Linked DNA regions of Sus scrofa: region 1 is linked to region 2. The links are chromatin contacts, called in public HiChIP or PLAC-seq maps. All regions are on one chromosome and are shown on one strand. Each heading gives the region's core, a stretch centred on a gene start, on an enhancer-like site or on the middle of the called end of the contact. The rest is flanking DNA. Distances are from core to core; before and after follow the strand shown.

The links. HiChIP or PLAC-seq counts read pairs in DNA pulled down with a chosen protein or histone mark.
Region 1: a contact with region 2 is called in an H3K27ac HiChIP or PLAC-seq map of skeletal muscle. The contact joins the promoter of SIK1 here to the enhancer-like site in region 2. A contact is called at or near these places in 6 of 47 Hi-C or Micro-C datasets (epiblast stem cells, fibroblasts, heart right ventricle and 2 more) and 2 of 2 datasets of contacts at active chromatin or transcription factors (alveolar macrophages and skeletal muscle).

What each region holds. Positions count from the first base shown.
Region 1 is chr13:206,463,767-206,470,718 of Sscrofa11.1, forward strand. It overlaps SIK1 (serine/threonine-protein kinase SIK1), which reads right to left and starts at 2,036. Exons shown (of 14, transcript XM_021071058.1): 1 at 1,908-2,036; 2 at 1,324-1,494; 3 at 791-907. The coding sequence starts at 1,479.
Region 2 is chr13:206,404,531-206,410,951 of Sscrofa11.1, forward strand. No RefSeq gene overlaps it. Among named protein-coding and RNA genes, the nearest start is that of SIK1, 58 kb to the right of the region's middle. Within about 2 kb of position 3,916, at least 26 of the 83 cell types and tissues checked have an H3K27ac peak or open chromatin away from gene starts, as enhancers often do. A contact at or near this core is called in skeletal muscle, where this site is marked.

The sequences.
Region 1 (6,952 bases), core at 786-3,285, 57 kb after region 2:
TGAGAATCAAAAGGAACTTAAACCCAACACAACTGGGTGAGATCCTGAGCATCTGACAAGAATGTATCCTCCTGCAAGAAGATCTGAGTTCTTTCTGCAGAAGAGATCGGCTAAGGGAGAGACGGCTTTGCTGTCCTAATTAAATCAGCATGTAGGTGCCAAAGATATCATTTATTAGTTTCGACGGGAGAACAAAAATAAAGTCACAAAGCAAAGCAAAAAACAGGCAGGGTGAGCGAGGCACGTTCTTAACGTGGCTTAGGTGGCAAGATCCCTGCTCTCACCCCCGCCAAAGTATTTCATCGCTCCTTGTTCAATGGAAGAGCTGAAACAGGACGACTGCTCACTGCTGCCTTTGCAAAAATAAGTTTCCAAAAACGGGTAAGAGCGACTGGTTTTACCGTTTAATAATTATCTGCTAAGGTGGAAGTGCCCAGTTTCACTCCAATTGGTCCTTCCACCCTCAAGGCAGGGCTGGCTTACGGCGGTACAGAGATCTGCTCGTTTGTTTTCATAGTAAATGAACAACCGACCTCCGCGGGTTTAAAACCGGAATGAACGACGACACTAAATAAAAGTTTAATGAAGCAGATCTGAAGTATGATCCGAAAAGCAAGAAAATAATTGCCCAGCTTACAAAAATCAATCTCTCTCCCTTCTACAAGCAACCCCGACTCCCACGTACACCCAAGGAGAGACAGCCTTCCAGAACTGGAGGCTTAAGTTGATGAAAATTTGAAAATGATACACTTGGCAGAAGTCACAGTGACAGGCAAACCTGAGTCCTTACCTGATAAAGCTTTACGATATGAGGATGATTCAGAAGCTTCATGATCTGAACCTCACGATATATTTTCTCCAAATTGCTTGAATCTAATCGTGTTTTGTCGATTATTTTTATTGCAACCTAGAGTTTTTTAAAAGATAAAGGAAGTTTTGTCTTAAAAAAAACCTTCTCCCTTAAGCTAATTTACACATTTCACTTTTTGTGGGTTAATTTCTAAAACACTTTGCCTCCCCAAAGGTCACAAAAAGTTCGGGGAGGAAAATAACTGAAGTAATCATTAATATTACTTAAAAAGTCAAAGTTCAATAAATGCCTCGTCCTTGCTGGCTCCAGCTCTGGATCATTATTCTCTTTGCTGCCCCCAATATTCATACAAATTACGCATAATCATAACATAAAGCTTTTTTTCTCTTCATCAAACTGAGAACTGTCAGCATTCAGACCTCAGGACGAAGGACCCCACAGGCAGGGAGGGAATCCACCAGCTCCCGGCCCCAGGGGGCAGCGTCCACCCCGGGTCCCGCCGCCACACGCACCTGGGTTTTGGTGACTCGATGCCGGGCCAGCTTCACCACCGCGAAGTTGCCCTTGCCCAGGGTCCGCTCGATGTCGTAAAAGCCCACCCGGAGGGGCTTCTGCTGGCCCTGGCCCGAGCCCGCGGGGGCCGCGCTCAACTCCGACATGATCACCATGGCTCCGGGCCGCACCTGGGGGGGAGCGCGCTCCGCTCAGCTCGGCGCTGGCCGACCGACCCCCGGAGCCCCCAGCCCGCGGGGCGCGCGGACGCGCCGCCGCTCGCCGCCACCCGCCCCCGCCGGCGATCAGCTCCACCGCGACCCCCGATCCTGGAGCCCCGCGGGACGTGCGCCCCGCTCCCAAGCCGGCCGGCCGCCCCGCTCGGGCTCCGGGTTCCAAGCCCCCCCCGGGGGTCGCGGACCCGCCCGCCGACCGTGGTCGGCTCCATCCCGAACCTCGAAGCCCGGCTGCCAGCCGCCGCACAACAAAGGGGAGGCCGGCGACGGCGCCCCGGCCCGCGCCCCCGCGCGCGCACCTGCGGGGCCGCCGGAGCCCGCAGCTCCGAGCCCCGCGGCGGCCGCCCGCCCGGCGGGCTGCGCCTCACCTCCGACGCCCTCGGAGCGCCGAGGCCGGGACGCCGCTCGCCCCGCGGCCCCTGCTGCCCGCTCGGCCACTTGCGCTGCCCGGCCGCCCGCTGCTCGGCCGCCCGCCGCCCGGGCCGCGCCGCATGTCAGCTCTGAGCCCGGCGCGGCGCTCTCCGGCCGCACGCGCCGCGCGCCCCGCCCGCCGGGCCCGCCCCCGCCACGCCCCCACGTCGCCGGCCCCGCCCACGGCGGCCCCGCCCACGCCGCCGCCGCCGGATTGATACATCCCCATTGACGTCCTTTTGACGCCAGAGCGACGCGCGGCCGAGCGCCAGGAGGAGGGAGAGCGGGAGATCGGGCGGTTGCCAAGAGACTGGCGGCTCTGACGCGCGCGCTGATGAGGCCGTCGCCTTGGCGACCGCGGGGCGGTGACGTCAGGGGCGCCGGCCGCCCGAAGCTCGCCAGCCCGCGCCCGCGTTCCCGCCGGCGCGCGCCCCCTACCGGACATCGCGGGCGCTGCGGGCGGCTTAACCCTTCCATCCCCGGGCGCCACCCTGCCTCCTGCCCGCGTGTGCGGGGACCCTCCCAACAGGGTCGGTTCTAGCGCGGTGCCAAAACCCTCTGACGTGCAGCACAGTGGCGGCGGCGTCCTGCTGGACCCCTACTCGAGGGTCGCCATTAGCCGGATGGGGATCTCATGTGTCCCCCATTTTCTGTCGGAAATAATAGAGACAAGGCCTTGGAGCCTATTAGGGGAAGTACTGGGTGGGGCCTGGGAAACCTCACAGACTCGCAGATCCGGCACAGGGTGCAGGTGAGAGCAGGCCAGCTCCCACACCCCAAATTGGCTGCCCTCCAGAGGGTGGCAGCTACGTACATGGAGGACCTGGGCAGCCCAACTCCAGTTAGGAATCCTAGTTGTTTAGCTAGTTAGAGACTTCAACAGGGGACTCGTGATCTGCATCTCTGCAAGCTCCCCTGGTGCATCAGAGTGTCATGGGGGCTGCGACTGAGCCCCTGGGCTGGGGGCAGGGGAACGCTGTTAGTTGTCTGTCCTCCCGCCTTGCCTCGCCCCACCCCAGGCGGGCCAGGGGAGTGGCTCAGCCGCCTGCTCAGCTCATTCTCTGTCCAGCCTGTGGGTCAGAAGCCAGCTGATGACTGCAGGCAGTTCTTTGCCGTGAAGCTCCTCCCTTTGGTGGAAGAACCCGCAGGCTGGAGAGAGGAGGAAAGTCCCCAAGGGCTGGCTTCTGGGATGGCCGGAGGACGGATGCGAAGGGACTCCACTCAAGGTCTTCCCGTTCCTGGGGCCGGAGATTTGCGAAACCCAGTCACAATACCCTCAGTAAAGGTCGGCCCTTTGACGAGCGTCCAGGTGCTCTGTATACAGGTGGCAAAAGAGCCCTGTCCCTGGGAGGAGCAGCCCCTCCCAAGACGGCCGACAGACAGGGGCAAGAGCAAGAGCCTCATCCCTGGCGAGCCTGGACCCTGCAGGTCCCCTGGCCTCAGTTTCCTCTGCCTGCTGCCCGATCCACAGCGCCATCTGCCCAGGGCTGCAGGAGTGGGGACTTTGCCCTCCAGACCCCGGTGCCCACAGCCTCGTCCCCACCCGGCAGCAGATGTGGGGTATCCAGCGGCCTCACGGCTCACTTCACGTTCCTTCATCCTCACCAGAAAAGGAAATGTTTCCTGAGGGATGACAGAGAGTGTGGCCAACCGTATTTCCTAAATGTTAGGGAGGCAGCATCATGAGAGTTAAATTCTGCCTCCAGCTTAGAATCACATCCCCTCGTGTTAAATAAAAAGACCACTTAAGAGAAGGGGGTGGGAAACAAGCATCAGTCAGAGTGGGAGTTCCCATGTGGCTCGGTGGTTAATGAACCTGAGTAGTATCCATGAGGACACGGGTTCGATCCCTGGCCTCACTCAGTGAGTTAAGGATCCGGTGTTGCTGTGAGCTGTGGTGTAGGTCACAGATGCGGCTCGGATCCCGCTTTGCTGTGGCTGCAGGGTAGGCCAGCAGCTACAGCTCTGATTCGACCCCCAGCCTGGGAACCTCCATATACTGCAGGTGCCCTAAAAAGACAAAAGACAAAAAAAAAAAAAAAGAATGAATCAAAGTGGGTACAAAACTTAGACACCTTCTTGGGAGGCTTCCGCGTGGCGTGGGCAGCTGCCCTGCCAGGGCACTGGTTGGCACTCCCACTGCTTCTCCTGGTGCCCGGTTGCCCTCCTGGCCAAATATTTCCCATCACCCTCTGCTTGGGCAGTTGCTTGTGGGTTGAACTTGTTCTGAATGGCCTTTCAAGGACACGAATAGTCCCCGAGGTTTCTTTAGTCTTTCAGAGGTGCCTTCATTTTCCGTCCCAGGTTTATCCACCCCGAGAAGCTGGAGGGCCATTTTGACTTCCTTCCTGCTGAACAGTGTACGGCTGCTTCCCTCCCCTTCTGGGGTCCCGGCACCCCACTCGTCTGTCTCTTCCTAGGAGAAGATGACACCCGGGACCCGAGTGCACTGCCTACCGTCCTGCATTCTGTCATTTCTCGGCTTTCCTTGGTTCGTCCAGGTGACACCCAGGAGACTGGCTCCTCCACCCACTCCGCGGCCCCCCCCAAACGCCCCAGATCTAGCCTGAGGTGTTTGCAAACACCCGGCTGGCTGTTTTGGAAACATTTTGTCAGCGCAGAATAAAAACTGCCACCCAGGAGCCAAGGCTGCCTTCCCCAAGGCCCCTGGACGCAGGTGTGCTTGGCCCGGCTCACAGCAGTTCCTGAGCCCCCGCCATCTGACCCTTGGGTGGGGAGCCCGCAGGCAGGGCAGGGAGAAACCGGTCTCAAAAAGGCTGTCATCGCCCACAGTGGGGCTCCTCCTGGCACCTCCATGAAGGTGCCACAGACAAGCCTCTGTTTCTAAGTGACCTTAGTTGCTGCTGGTATCCTTGGCCTCTGAAGGCTCTAATTCCTTCCGGAATGCTTGATTTCTTGTCAGATTTCTAGTCTTCTGTGCTTTGGACAAGGGATGAGGAGAAAATACGTGTGTCCTTCTACAGATGTAAGCAAACAACTTGAGGAGTGAGTTCTCCACGCACACGATGGGAGAGTCTCCCAGATTCTGCAAGAATGGTGCTCGGGGCGCGTGCGTGTGTGTGGGTCACTGCACTTTGGGAGGAACCCTGAGTCGGATTTCTCTTCCTTTTGGAATGTCTTAAGCCCGTCTTCGAACTGCCGTGTTTCTGGACGCCACCTTGCCTCTTCGAGATGGCCAGCCTGCGGCCCCCCTCAGCAGGAAGTGGGTCTCCTACCTTCCTGGGCTCCTGGCCGGGCACCCTAGGGGCGGACAAGTGAATAAATGTGGGGAGTGGGGCTGGGAAGCCGCACTGACACAGGCAGAGGGGCTCCAGCCTGTCCCCAGTGGGTGTCCTGGGCCTGCTCCCCTTCGTGAATGAAGGTGGGGGCGTGCTGGCGCCTCTGTCCAGGTGGCTCCCCCATGGTCCCCAACAGTAAGACGAGGTACTTTCCTTTCTTGGGTTCCTCCTCCGAGATGCCCAAGGCCCTTCTCCCAGCTTTGTTTCATCTGGTTTTGTGTGGTTTATTGAAGGCATCAGCCCAGTGACTTTCAGGTTTGAGAAAATAAGACCCACCACCCCCAGCAGCACTAGGGTGGCCCCGGTCCCGTCTGCTGCCCTTGTGTTTGCAGAGCCTGACACAGACATGCTAAGAGACCTGTGTGCACCGGGTCTGGGAGATCCAGCCCCCGGCCTGGGGGCCGGCAGGTGGGAGGAAGCTCAGGGGCCGGGGTGAGCCAGCCAGCCACACAGCCAGGAGTACCAGCCTCCGATGGCTTCTGCTCTGATACCACCGCTCCCGTGACTGAGGGGCGGGGGCAGGTGCCTCATTCCAGGCCCCCGCAGGCTGGGAGGGAAGGAGTCCTGGGGACATCGGGCCTGCAGCGTGGGCCGGGGGACCTGGAGAGGCGGCCTGGGATGGCCGGGCAGGTTTCCAACCCCTTGGGTCTCTTGATCGCACCAGCAGGACCCCAAAGGACCCCAAAGCCCTAGACTTTCTCTTCCCATGGCTGTTTTCCTGTCACCAGCAAGGAAGCAGGTGTGCTAATGGGGTGGCCGTGACGGATCTGGCGTCTGGGGGCTCACCAGGCCTTGGGGCATCTGTCTCCCTGAGCTGGGTTCCGAGGACAGTGGTCCTACGGTGACTGGAGGTGGGGCCGCAGGTGAGGGTCAGCCAGGGCCCATGTGAAGGCTACACACCTGCGGGGGACTGGATGAGAAAAGCCAGATTCCTGTGGGGTGATCACGGGCCCCGAGGGCCCCCCTCCCCGGGGGCAAACCGCGATCCTCAGGTGGAAGGAAGCGGCAGCAGGAAATGCCTGCCTTTTCCCCACTGTTTTAGGGCCGTTTGGGGCGGTCAGGGGAGGCAGAGCGGAGCCCCCGGGGTGGGCTGGCCCCGGCACACGGGGAGGAGGCCCAGGAGCCCAGTGTGGGGCCGTGGGGCCTCCTGCCGGGGCTGAGCAGAGCCCTCCCCTACCTGTCCGTGGCCCCCCCCCCCCCCCCGCGTCCAACTCGGTCGCTTGCATCACTCTTCACTCATTCCACAAATAGGCGAACTTCTACTCTTTGCAAGAACTCGGCTGGGCCGCCGCTGAGCATGCGTGAGCTTTGCGACAGGCAGGCAGCTAGTAGGGACAGCAGGACAGGAGGGGCCGGGTCAGAGAGAGGTGAGACCTCCTGGCGGGCCAGGGCCAAGGGCTTCCCCCGCCGGCGTCCACCCAGCCTCGTGAAGCACCTGCTGCGTGCCATGCGCTGCTGAGGCCGTGGGAACAGTAGGAGGGCGACAAGACGCCTTCTCCAGAGGCCTCATCCAGCTAAGGGGACAGACAATGAAGACAGGTCGATGGCTGGGATGCTTCCAGCAGGCAGCTGCTGGGCAGAAGACAAAACACAGGGACGGAACCGAGCAGCTCGGCAGGGGACATGGCCTTCCACGGGGCTCCAGCCGTCTCCGCCGGCGAAGGCAGAGGGGGACCAGCTGGGGGCGGGGGTGGGCGTGTGTG
Region 2 (6,421 bases), core at 2,666-5,165:
GCCCGCGCCTGACGGCCCAGTGAGAGCCGAGTCGGACTCCTGAGCCCAGGGGCCGTAAGGGAATAAATCTGCCTTTGAGGACACTGGGCTTTTTGGTCCCTTGTTATAATGACAGGACTCTGGCACTGAGCCATGAGCCCCCGGAAATGTCCACCCCGCCCTGCGCAGCGTGGACCCGGGAGGCAGGTACAGCCTGGGGTCCCCGCCGGAAGCATGAGGGTCACGACACCCTGGTTAAGGGCTGGGCGGTTCAGGGAGAAGACGCATCCAGGGTCTCAGCTTGGTGACCACGCATAGGAGGCCTGGACCCCACGGCCGGCGCCAGCTCCTCCCTCCCAGGACGTGTGTCCAGAATGCGTGCTTGTCCACTGGTGCGGTTAGGGCTTGTGGCTGCGGCGGGGCATGAGGAAGCCTGCAGGGTGGGCAGCAGGGGGTGGGCTTCAGGCTGTGGAGGGAGGAAAGGGGGGGCCGTGTCCCTCCCAGGATGAGCAGAGGCGTGAGCGCAACCCAGGGCGTCAGCTCATCTTGGAAAGCGCCCAGGCCCATGGCCTTGCGTGTCCTAGAGCCACAGGCAGAGGGGTCTCTCCTGAGGAACCCCGAGTCGGGCACGCATGGAACTGGGGTGCCCAAGGGCCTCTGGGCCCTCTCCTGCCTGGAAAACCAGTGGTGCCAGAGCGCGGGCCCTGGTCACCAGCTGTCAGAGATGCCAGGGGAGCACAGGCCAGGCTCTGTGGATGGAAGGGCACCCCGGACTCCACCCCGGGCTCCACCCCGGCTCCACCCCACTCCAAGGGCCCTGTCTGCCCATCCCCCACCTCTGGGGCCAGTGCCCACTGCTCCCTACCTCCTGGGGGGCCTGAGGGCTCCTGAGGCTGAGGCAGGAACCCTGGGGGGGGGGGCCTTGTGCCTCTGTCCCCTTACCCTGGGCCCCAGGGACCACCTGCCTGCTCTGGCAATGGCACCAAGGCTGGGGGCACCCCCAACCCCCACTGCCTAAGGGAGCAAGGGAAAGAGGAGCCCCCTAGATGCCCTGGCCCCTCTCGGTGGTACGTGTCTCAACCTGGCTGCCCCCTGCCCAGCCAGGCGCCCGCCCTGTTCCCAAGGCCCGCCGCATCCACTGCATTGTAGGGGCCGGAAGCTTAGCACACGGGCAACTATTTGCAGCCAGACGCCCCTCCCATGTCCTCTCAGCCCAGCCCCCTCCGCTGGCCCAGGACGCCTGCACCATGAGTCATGGCCACGCTGGTGTCAAGCTCCTGCCCAGACATTGGGGGCCACACCCTGCAGGAGCGGGGCACCAACCCAGCTGGCAGCCTGGGGCAGGTGAGGGGAGAGGGGGCCTGTGCTGCCCCGAGCCATCTGGGCTGCCGCTCTCAGGAAGGCCCTTGCTTGGCCAGCTCGGCAGGCCCGGGCGGTTGCGGCACCAGGAGGACACTTCGGCCTCACGTTGCGTGGTCTCATCCTAAGTGGCTCAGAGGTCAGGTTCCCTGTCCAGCGGTGGCCGGTTCCAGCCCCTGCTGGCCAGGAAGAGCCAGAACTGCCACTGGCCCCTTAAAAGCCAGACTGTCCAGAGGTGGGTCCACCCAGAGGGCACAGGGCAGGCGAGGGCACGCAGTGCGGGAGGCGGGCAGGCAGCGGGGGAGCCTCCAGAGGCCTGAGCCACTTAATGTGGCCAGGAAGACACCCACAGTCACGTCGAGCCCCTGGGAATGGGAGTGGGGGGAGCAGCAGCCCCTGCTCTCATCCTGGCCCTGCCTCAGCCCAGCTTGGCCCCCGCTGCCCTTCTTCATCCTCTGGCCTCTGTTTCCGAGGCACCAGGTCAGGCCAATTAGATGAGCTCACTTTTAAGACTGGCCTGGCATAAGCGCTGGGGGGTGGCCCTGAAAGAGACGTCTGCCCGGATGTGGAATGTGGCCCTTGCAGGTGTGATGGGGCCAAGGACAGAGATCAGGGCGTCCAGCATCCGGGTGGCCCTAAATCCGATGACAGAAAGCAGACACAGATACGCAGGGCGGGGCTGTGAGGACAGACGCAGAAATTGGGGCGCTGCGTCTAGAGGCCCAGGAGCACCAGCAGGAGCAGGACAGCCTGGGTGGGACCCGCCCTCATGGCCTTGGCTGCGGGCTTCTGACCTCCAGACTGTGAGAGAATGAATTGCTGTGGTTTGAGCCACCCGGTTTGTGGCGACTTGTTACGGCAGCCCCAGGAAATGGCTACGCCCAGGGACTCGGCGCAAGGGACACCCAGGGACTCGGCGTGAAGGACACGCCAGTGACTCAGCCCCGCCAGGAACGGCGGGACGGGGGCTGGGGTGCGGGGTGGGGAGGGAAGGCCCTCAGACGCGGCCATAGGGTCACCCGAGGTGGGGGAGCAGAGGGTGACTGGACCCCACTCAACCCCGTCGAGTTGTCGACTAGCACGGGGGGCTTTTCTGCACCATGGCAGAAGGCAGCTCGTCTTTCTGTCCCCTTCCTCCTGTCCTCAGAGGGCACAGCACCAGCTTCCTGGGGCGCCCTGCCCAAAGCGGCCCCCCCCAGGGCATCCCCCCCCTACACTGAGGGTGTTGGTGGGTGGAGCCAGAGAAGCCTGGCCCCTGAGGCAGGAAGCACGGCGCTAGGGCCGCCAGGTCGATGGGTCCCGGAAAGAGTCTGAAAGTTCCACTGGGGTGTGGGGGCCCCCTCACTGCACCCCTGCTGGGCTGGACCATCCCTTGGCAGGAGTGGGGATAGGGTGGGACCCCCGGGAACACTTCCAAGTGGATTTGTAGGTTCTCTGAGGAGGGGGGAGGGTAACCAGCGATTCTGGGAGGAAGGACAAGATGGGCCTGAGTGAGGGGTGAGGTCGGGAGCCCCGGGTACCCCATGTGCTTGGGGCCCAGCCGTGGGCTCTAGTGTGACAGCAAAACGAGGGGTCTGACCTCCAGGAACCCCCTCCGCCCCCCCGAAGCCCAGGGCTGAGGGCACACGGTGTCCCAGGAGCATGTGACAGCAGTGAGGTCCCCTGCCCGGCCCCAGGCTTGCTGCTTGGAGAAGGGCCACTCCGAGCAGGTAAATGGGGGCCCCACTGACACGCAGGAGTGTCGCCACGGCCTGGGGGTTCAGGCTGTGGAGGGTGGTGCCTGTCCTGAGGAAATGGGGTACTCTCTTGTTGGGGTGCCCTGGAGGGTGCTGGCCTGGTGCCATGTAGACACCCCGCTCAGAGCAGGTGAGGGGGGCTGGGGGACGTCTTCTAGGAAGGCTTTGCAGGGCTAAAGTCTCCAAGGTGACCCTCACTTGCTCCTGCCCCCCCGGGGGGGGTGACGGTGAAGGGAAGGCTGGGGGTGGCGGGGGGCCATGGGGTCCCACGCTGACCCAGGCCCGCCCTCTGCGCCAGGAAAGTGCCGGCTCACACCCCGGAGCACCGGGCAAGACCCCCCGCAGCGGCGTTTCCCACACTCCCCTCAGCCGCCTTTCTCATTAGGGCGCTCTGGGTGCTTTCATCTCCGTGAAATTGCAGGTTTGCCGGAGCGCCCAGGCCCCCGCCAAGTCCCTCAATTAGCTGGCGTCCTCTGTGGCCTTGGGATGGCAAAGCCGCTGCCCCTGGGAACGGGCCCGAGCCCGCTGGAGGCAGAGGATCCGGCTTCCACTGGCCCCTCTCGGGACCTGACCCGGGATGCTTGCATCATGGAAACTGCTGTCAGAAGCCCTGTTGCCCCAGCTGCCCAGCTCACGGGGAGCCGGGAGCGCGGACTCGGCAGGCAGCGCCGGGCGGACGTGCCGCCTGCCTCTCCCTCCGGGCCTGCGGGGGCCGGTGCCTGGGAGCTGCGATGTCACTGTGATTCCACGCGGCTGCCAAGCGCCCCGGCGTGATGGCCCCTCCTGGCCAGCTCGGCACTGACGCAAATCAAAAGCTTCCAGCTCTCCCAACAGCTGTCACCCGGTCCTCCCCCCGGCAGCCCTGTGGTCCACAGTGGGGAGGGTGACGGTGGCGGGCTCCAGCGTGGGGCCTGGCATTTGAGATAACCAGCTGCTCTTTAAAGGGCGGCCAGCGTGGCACATAGGGCTCCCTGGAGGTCCAGGAGAGCCAGCCACTCTCACAGCCCCCTGGCGAGGTCAGCCGCCCTGCAGAGCCACAGGTCCTGCCTGCCAGGCCACCTCCGGCCCTGCCACCTCCGGCCCTGCCTCCCCACACAGTGGGTGCCGGGGGTCCTTCAGTGCTGGGGTCCAGCAAACGCTGGCTGCTTGCGCAAAGTGGTACGAGGAGCCTGGGAGAAAGTCAGGCAGGTGGATCCACTGCAGGGATGGATGGGGGCAGGGCACAGGGCAGAGCAGGGTGGGGTGGGGCCCCAGTTTCCCCGGGGTCTCCCTAGACTGCAGGTGTAAGTAGGTCCGTGCAGAGCTGCTGCTGCGGGGCCTCCCTGGGCCCCCAAGGGGCTGCTGGCGTCACACCTCTCAACAGAGCTTTGCCGGGGTGCCCACAGAAAGCAGACTCTGGGAGCCTCCCAGGGACGTGGGGACTGCGAGCCCTCGGAGCCAGAGCAACCTTCCCGGTGTCTCCGGATGAGAGCCGTTGTGGGAGCCTGCCTGCCCTGGAAAGGCCCCCTCAGGCTGCACGCCGGAGTGCTCTGTCCTTCCTTACACACGCACACACGTGCTCACACACCCGTGCACACACACACACACTTATACCTGTGCACGCAATGAACACGTGCAGCGTTCTTGCACACGCCCTCACATAGTGTGACGCGCGCACACACACACACACACACACACACACACACACAGGGTGGGTTCAGCTGGTTTCTACTCCCAAATCAGCCCTTGCTGTCACCAACAGTGCTCGTTCCAGGATTTTGATCAATTCCTGCTCAGTGCAAGGACCTCTCCTCTCTTCCGTGCCCCTTCCCACCACGGAGGCAGGACCCGGCCCCCCTGCCTGGGACACAGTGGACATGGAAGAGCAGGTTGTCCAGGGCCCGAGGTGGCCGCCTGGAAGGGGAATGTGAGGCCTCCGCTTGGGGTCCAGGGGCAGGTCCCGGCGGGTGGGACAAGACAGGAGCCAAGGTCTTGCCGCGAGGGTGCCTTTGCCTTGACAGGCATCGGGGTGGCGAGACTGCAGTTCCCATCACCTCAGCCCCACCACAGACAAAGGCAGCTGTGCAGAGAGAAGCCCACCCCGGGGGTCGCTCTTGGGGGGCGCTGCTGACCCCACCCGTGTGGATGGCCCTCAGAGGTTGAGACCCCTCCCAGAGGTGCGTCTGAGGTAGGGGGTGGCCTGTGTGGTCCTGTGTGAAATGTCAGGTACCCAGGGCGGTCCACAGGGCCAGCTGGGCCTGCTGGGAGGACGGCCTCCCCTCTTCCCGTCTGGGGGCTCTGTCCTGTCCTTGTCCCAGAGCAGAGCAGCTGCCATCGCGCTGTGGGGATGCTGGGGACCTTGGACCCGTGGCTGGTGCACAGCCTGCAGCCCAGCCCTGAGTCAGGGCCGCTGGGCATCAGGTTACCCAAGGAGTCAAGGGCTGGGGGCGACCCGGTCTTTCTGTTTGTGGCTGTGGCTGTTTTCCTTCCTCGGCCCCACTGCTGCCCTGCTGCGCAGTTCAGGAGGTTCCCACTGGCAGTGCCGGGCATCCCCGAGCCCTTTCCCACGTGGATGGATGAGGTGCGGTGGGGGCAAGGAAGGAACACTACCACCCAAGGACCAGACAGACAGAGGACAGCCTGGGTCTCACAGGACACCCCGGGCTGGCGGGGCTTCTTGGAGCGGGGTTCAGGCCCCATGAACCGGATCTCCCGCTCTGGGCTCGGGGAACTGTAGGCTTCTGGGCAGCCCCATGTTCTCAGTCACCAGAGGCCAGGGCAGGGCCAGCCTGGTTCCTGGACCCCCTGGGCAGTGGGCTCCTGGGGCTGCTTAGGAGAGGGCTGTTTTCTGTAGGCAGGTGCCCCTCCCGAGGGCTCCCTTTCTGCTCTCGGGCTGAGGCTTGTCTTTGTTTTGTTTTAATAACCTAAACAATTGGCACAGGCTACATCAGCTGATGGGCAGGCGGCCGATGGTCACGCTGTCCGCGTGGCCAGGCTGGCAGCTGTCACGTGTAAGCGGGGAGGGGGCTGGGGTGGGCGAGTCCAGCAGTGCTGCCCCCGAGGTGGAAGCACCCCCTCCACTCCCCACCCCGCGACAGGAAAGGTTCTGGAGGAGTGAGCCGCCCCCCTCCCCCTCCACTCCCCGCGAGCCCCCACCTGCAAAGGGAGACCTGGCTGCCAGCCCCGCACCCCCGACAGTGGGGGCGTTTGTTCTGCTGTTCTAGCCGAGCAAGGTGAACGCGGCCGGCCGTCTCCACTCTCCCGCCACTCCCGCCAGGCCTCCGTGGCCAAGCCCGAGTCGGTCTGCCCACACATTCCAACCTGCCCTTTGGTTTATAAGACGTAAATATTTGCTCTTCCATTAAGAA